Linked DNA regions of Capra hircus: region 1 is linked to region 2. The links are chromatin contacts, called in public Hi-C maps. All regions are on one chromosome and are shown on one strand. Each heading gives the region's core, a stretch centred on a gene start, on an enhancer-like site or on the middle of the called end of the contact. The rest is flanking DNA. Distances are from core to core; before and after follow the strand shown. Region 1 holds the start of STAMBP (STAM-binding protein). Region 2 overlaps TET3 (methylcytosine dioxygenase TET3).

The links. A called contact is a pair of places that touch in the nucleus more often than the background predicts.
Region 1: a contact with region 2 is called in a Hi-C map of blood, with 5 times the contacts expected there. The contact joins the promoter of STAMBP here to the enhancer-like site in region 2. A contact is called at or near these places in 2 of 5 Hi-C or Micro-C datasets (blood and liver).

What each region holds. Positions count from the first base shown.
Region 1 is chr11:10,678,523-10,681,848 of ARS1.2, reverse strand. STAMBP (STAM-binding protein) reads left to right here and starts at 1,430. Exons shown (of 10, transcript XM_018055028.1): 1 at 1,430-1,476.
Region 2 is chr11:10,475,364-10,478,949 of ARS1.2, reverse strand. The region is part of intron 4 of TET3 (methylcytosine dioxygenase TET3); the gene reads left to right. Among named protein-coding and RNA genes, the nearest start is that of TET3, 58 kb to the left of the region's middle. Within about 2 kb of position 1,784, at least 2 of the 5 cell types and tissues checked have an H3K27ac peak or open chromatin away from gene starts, as enhancers often do.

The sequences.
Region 1 (3,326 bases), core at 181-2,680, 200 kb before region 2:
TTTCTTAACAAAGCTTTGAAAGTCCTATAGTCTGAAAAGGAAATGGTTACAAAATAAGTGCTTTTCAAATTTACAGATAAAATTTTATTGTAATATATGCTAAAAAAAAAAAAATTAGGGACTTCTCTGGTGGACCAGTGGTTAAGACTCCATGCTTCCAAGCACGGAGCATGTGTTCAACCAGTATCCCACAGTCTGTGCTGCACAGCTAGGGAAAAAAAAAGTTAATGCCCCCAAATTTTAATGGCTTAACCAGTATGCAAAAAAGAACTCGAGGGGCTTAAGTGGTGTGCTAAAGTTTGCAAAATGAAGTGTACTTTTAGATCCTACTAGTGGAAACCACTAGAATGACTGCTCAGTTCCCCAAATACTCTTCCTCTGAAAATCTTGTCACTGACCAGGATGGACCCTAACAGCCAATGAGTCCAACGTGGCCTATCTTTCTGGCCACAAAGGTTTAAGACAGAACTCGACATGACCTTTCTGAATGTGGCAATAAACAAAATCGAGGTGAAATGAGCTAAGATGTGTGTAATTTCTAAAAAAAATAAGTGAGTGGAAATTCAGGGAAAGCAAATTTCCACATAGAGAAGACCCAAGGATGTGTATTTAGCATAAAAAATTCAAGACATAGCTCATCTGGTTTTTCAGTGACTTCATAATATAAACAGGGTATTAATAATCTGGTGGGGTAGGTTTCAACATGCAATCAATCTTGATAAAGCTCATAGAATTTTCTGCAGAAAACTGGGATACCCTAGTTTTTAGGACTGACATAAATATGTAACACGTGCTTCCCAGGTGGCGCTAGTAGTAAAGAACCTGCCTGCCAATGCAAGAGACATAAGAGATGCAGGTTTGATCCCTAAGTCAGGAAGATCCCCTGGAGGAGCGCATGGCAACCCACTCCAGTATTCTTGCCTGGGGAATCCCAAGGACACAGGAGCCTGGCAGGCTCCAGTCCATAGGGTCGCACAGAGTTGGACAGGACTGAAACGCCTTAGTACGCACACACAAACATATAACTCATCTGCACAAACGTGGAGGACATAAAGGCATGCGGTAAGCCTGAAGGTTACCTGTCTAATTTCAATACGTGTATGATTTATGCAACAGATTTTATCTGATTTCATACTTCTTAAGTTTTTCCAAGGGATGTTGTATTACAACGTGTGTAGCCTTTCACTGTGTCTGTACTAACCTAAAATAAAAGTTAGCTTGGTCATTGGGTCCTTTACTCGTTTTCTCTGCTTTGCTGGTTGATTTTCCTTTACCAGAATGGCCCCGCTCTCTCCTCATTGGTGTTTTCTTCTCCTGCAGGTGGCAGCTCTAGCTCCGCCCACCAGTCGCCGCTCGGGTCCTAAGTTTTTGAGAATTTAATTCACAGACCAGAGGGAGGGGGCGGGGCGGGGCGGGGCGGGGCGGATGCCGGACGTGACGTTTTCGGAAGCGCCGAGAGTCGTCCGCGGGGGACAGGTGGGGAAGGGTCCCAGCTGTGTGGTGGGGCCCGGGCGCTGAGCGTGATCGGAGTCTGACGGGGAGCGGCCACCGTGAGTGTGGGGCCTGCAGCCTTCTCCTCCCTGCGCCCCCTGCCCGGCCTGTCGCGCGCGAGGCCCCTGACGGCTCCGGTCCCCTCCTACCGCTCGCGATAGACGCGAAAGCCTTGAATAATTTTGCCCGATGTTGACAACTTGGCTTGAGTGCCTTCGAGAAGGCCTCGAGTAGTTGTCAGTGGATCCTTCTCCGCTGTAAACGCCCCCTTCGCTCATTCCTGGTACTTCCTTTCGCCTCCCGGTCATCTTCCCCCGTTTCGGTTTTTTCCACCACTTTCCCCCTTATTTGCGGACGCTGCGTCTCCTCTTTGGAGTGTTGGTCAGCCTTGTCGTGTGGGGCAGCACTTGCTGGCCTTGGGAAGAGGTTCCATTCTCGACCAAAAGATCCTCTCCCGAGAGGTGATAAAGAGCAACAAGCCTCTCCTGCCTCAGTTAGCTTTGATGGGCTCTGCACCGAGTTTACTAATTAGGCAACTCGGGGAGCTTTTAGATTTGCTAGTGGCTTCTTGAGCCCCTGAAAAGACTCCCACAGGAGGTGGACTGCCTCTACATCCCTGGTAGTCCCCACAACTTTTGTACCCTTAGGATGTTTGAGAAAAAGCTTGGTGGAGGAAGTGTGACCTAAAGATAGAATTGACCTGGAGAAAATCATCTTTGAGGGAGTGCTTGGAATGGAAAACAACAGTGGGTAGACAAATGAAACACATATGAGGATTTCTGGGCAGACAAGAATCCTGACTGAAGCAAAAGGTCTCTGCTGGCAATAAGTAAGGTTTAAAAGGACCGAATGGGGCCAGTTGACACAGGGCCTTGAATTCCAAAATCTGCTGTAGCCTGTATGTTCTACAGCATGCTGGTTGTGCTGTGTCGCTTCAGACATGTCCGACTTTGTGACCCTGTAAACTATAGCCCACCAGGCTCGTTTGTTCATGGGATTCTCCAGGCAAGAATACTGGAGTGTGCTGTAATACAGGGGGTGTGCTGTAATTCAGTATGCGTCAAATACCCAGAATCTTCCTGGAAGTGATGTAGAGTGATGCCTGATTGGAAGAAAGAGTCTGATTCTAACAGCAGCAGTATCAGGAAAGACTGTAGAATGACTGCGATCTGAGACCCGGGGAGGGGAGACTCCCAGGTTGTTTTTGTTGTTATTTTTGGTTTGGGTTTTGCCTTTCAAGTTACCTTTATGTCCTTTTGTTATTCAAGGAGTACTTAGTCTTCGAAGATAGATTTGAATAAACTGTTTTCTAGATCTGAATTCCTTACCCTGAAATGATGATGTTGTACGTTGACTGGACTAGTGATTTTATGAGCAGAGTCAGGATTATAAATATTCATCCCCACACCATTTCCCCTCACTAACCTTGTGCTAAAGTGCGAAAAGTTGTAGACGGAGTCCGTTACTCTCAGGTTAAATGATCAACTTAAAGTCAGTTAACAATCATCAGGAAATGTCACTGAGTATTCTCTGTCAGGTACTGGGGTGGGTGGAAGTGGGTAGCTGGGAGGAGAGATAATGGAAAAAATACAAGATACTGTCCCTCTTTTTATGGTGCCGAGGTCAGGGCCACCTAGTGACGGAATGATTAGCATGAAAAGAGAACTGAAGCCCTTGTGGCTCATTATAGTTACACTCTTTGTACCACCTAATCATGCCACAGGCATTACAGGTTTCTGAGTCTGTCAGCCCTTTCATCCTTGTGAAATGGGCTTCCTGGAGGGTCTCAGGCTTCTTGTGGCGAAGAGACCTTAGTTAATATGGGCAACAGCATG
Region 2 (3,586 bases), core at 535-3,034:
TTTTTCATTTCTTGATGTTTCCTGCTTTCTTGCAAAATTAGATTCAATGACTTTGCCAGGTCAAAGAGCTAGCATGGTGGAAGTAAGATTTGAACCTAGGCAGCTGGACCACTGTGATTTACTGTGATTAAAATTGTGTCACTGAGAAATAAGTCCAACTAAAATAGTGGTGTTAGAAATGGAGAGGGCCGAAGAAGGAAGGATTCACTTGGAAACAGTTTCTGGAGGTGCTGAGGTTTTTGTTAAAGCCTGGACAGGTGGTTTGGCAGAATTCAGCTGGTGTGGTGGAATTTATCTCTGTGAACTCAAGCTTGGGACAAGGACTAGGAATGAAGCTTGTTCAGTCTGAAATTAATGTCAGGTGGGAACCATCTCATATTCCAGAAGCTCAGCCTCTCAACAGTGGTATGTAGAAAGGTGCAGATGGCAGGAAGCATTTTCTGTAGAAGTGCCAGTGAAATTGGGGGATGCCATTAAACTCTCATAACAGATGATTTACATATGGGAACAACTTTATAAAAACATGAAAAGGTCTTAGAGCATAGCAAAAGAAACCTAATGTTCAAGCTCCGTGGTGATTTTTGCTAAATAAGCAACTTTGGCCAATATGGGCACCACTAGGTAACCAGTAAGCCAAACACCAAGAGCATCGTTTTGCACTTGTATGGAGATTACAGGTTTTTTGAAGGCATGGCTGGGATTCATCTCTACTTGTTCTCTGAATCTTGAAATACTGCAATTAAAGGTACCCTTTTGGGGCTTCAAAAAAATAAATTTAAAAGACCTGAAAGGAGATGCTTTACTCCAAAAGGTACTATGATATGTACAGACTTGGGAAAACATGGCCCAAATTGAAGTTCTGTATTGAAATATTGGGAGAAGAGAGTATGGCTGCATTTGTAGTATTTGGAAGCACACACTGGAGACTCTTCTAACCACAGCTTAACCTTCCTGTGACACTCCTGTCAGAGGCAGGATGGCTCACTGCTGTGACTGTTGGCTAGGCCCTTTATGTATTTTATCTCTTCTCAGAAATGGGGACATTCACAGGACAGGGAATGCGTCCAGACGATGTTTTTGTGGGGAAAGCATTCTTGGAGGTTATCTGCCCCTCGTTTTATAGGTGAGGAGACAGGTCTGTATCAGCTTTCACATCGTGCCCTGCTATCTGTGAGGAGCAGTCCACAGGTCGCTGGAGACATATAATGACAGTGAAAGCAGAAGTTAAGACAGATTTTAGAGGCTGTTTTCCTAGGAATGCTGTGTTCTGTTCAGTTGATCATCTTGCCCTAAAGTAATGGCCAAAGATCAATACAAGAAGAACATCTCCTTGGCTTCCCTGGTGGCTCAGTGGTGATGCAGGAGGTAGGCCAGGGAGATCGCACGTGCCCCAGAGCAGCTAAGCCCGTGTGCCCCAGCTCAGGAGCCTGGGAACCCTAGCACCCGTGCCCTGCAGCCAGAGAAACCACCTCAGTGACACGTGCGCACGCCGCCGCTGCAGAGCAGCCCCTGCTTTCAGCCACTGGAGAAAAGCCTGCAAGGCAGCCACAAATAAATAAATAGAATTATAAAAAGGAAAGCTGCTGCTTTGCCTGGAACGTGGTGAAAGTTTGGATGAGGGGTGAATGTTGTCCAGCAGATGTGGCTGATCGCAGTATCCACGGGGTGACTTCAGTGTGAGCCGCAGTTTTGAATGGGAGACGTATCTCTGTCTACAGTGAAGTCTATTTCCTGTAAGTTTTTTGCTGCGTCAGGTCTCAGCTGCGGCATGGGGGAATCTTCGTCGCTCCGTGTGGGAGCTTTCCTTGCGGCACACAGACGCTAGAGCTGTGGCGCACGCGCTCGGCAGTGCAGTGTGAGGTCTTAGTTGCTCTGCAGCGTGTGGCATCTTGGATCGCTTCGTGTGGGAGCTTTCCTTGCGGCACACAGACGCTAGAGCTGTGGCGCACGCGCTCGGCAGTGCAGTGTGAGGTCTTAGTTGCTCTGCAGCGTGTGGCATCTTGGATCCCCGACCAGGGGGTGAACTCGTGTCTCCTGCATTGCAAGGCAGATTCCCAACCACTGGACTACTAGGGAAGTCCCCATTACCTACGGTTTTTATAAGAATATAGTTCCCTTCTTTGTATGAAGTTTGATATGAAAAAGAACTTCATCTCTTTTAAAAGTCTTCCTGGTGGTTCAGATAGTAAAGAATGTGCCTGCAGTGTGGGAAACCGGGGTTCAATCGCTGGGTAAGGAAGACCCCCTGGAGAAGGAAATGGCAACCCCTTCCAGTATTCTTGCTTGGAGAATTCCATGGACAGAAGAGCCTGGCAGGCTACAGTCCATGGGGTCTTTTACTGTTTTGGTTTTTTTTTTTGGCAATAGAATATTTGTATACCAGTATATGGTGGGGAATCTGACTGTATAGTGGGTCGGAGGGACTCAGAAAGACCTTCTGGATGAAGTTTTGTCTTACCTTTTAAAGGATATGTAGAAGTTTAGTAGATTAATAGGGAGAAGGTAGAGTGTTCTGGGCAGAGGGACATAAAGATTATAGAGATGAAAAACCACATGAAGATGTGGAGATGAGAAAGCATGGAGAAATACAAGAAGTTCTGGTATGACTGGTGTGTTAGGTGAAAGATTGGGAGTGGCTGGAGAGGAGAGTTTCAGGGGAAGAGGGGATGATACCAAAGGCAGAGAAACCAGTTTGCAAGCCCAGGCAAGAAATAATGTGTGCCTAAAGTAAGAATGGGACTTCCCTGATGGCTCAGATAGTAAAGCATCTGCCTACAATGCGGGAGACCCAGGTTCGATCCCTGGGTTGGGAAGATCCTCTGGAGAAGGAAATGGCACTCCACTCCAGTATTCTTGCCTGGAAAATCCCATGGACGGAGAAGCGTTGTAGGCTGCAGTCCATGGGGTCACAAAGAGTCGGATTTGCGACTTGACTTTCATTTTCAAAGTAAGAATGACATGGAGTAGGAAGGAGGAAGAGGAGGGGTGGATAAAAGAAAGAATAAGGAGAATTAACTGATTCAGTGACCTGTTGAATGCAGAAGTAAAGAAGCAGTCACAGATGACTCCTGAGGTTCCAGGTGGGTGACTGGGTGATGGTGGTGCCGTTCACCAGGATCTGACATACGGGCAGGGAAGCAAGCTGGGGCATCTGCCTTTGAGATGTCTGTAGGACCAGCAGGGGTGCACTTAGTTGGATCTGTGAATTGGAAGTTCTTCAGCTTCCAGTGATGGTAGTTGGAGTCGCAATTATAGACATTTCACCAGGCTGACTATGTAGATCAAGAACAGAGGATACTAACTTTTATGGCAGAGACTCTCACACAGGAGGCCCTGAGGGAAGTGTGGAAGTGATGTGGGAAGTATAATTGAGGAGAGATTAGGTTAGAACAAACAGATAGTTCTGGAGAGCTAACAGCATCACTGCTGAAGATGGGTCAAGATTTCATGCCAGGTTCTTCTTTGTCTTACATGATTTGTTGTTAAATAGGCGTGCTCGTCTTTTCAGTTAAATCGCAGGTTCCTTAAGAACCGGAACTGAATGTTGTATTTCTAAAGCATCTAGACTGCTGCTGATTTTATGGTG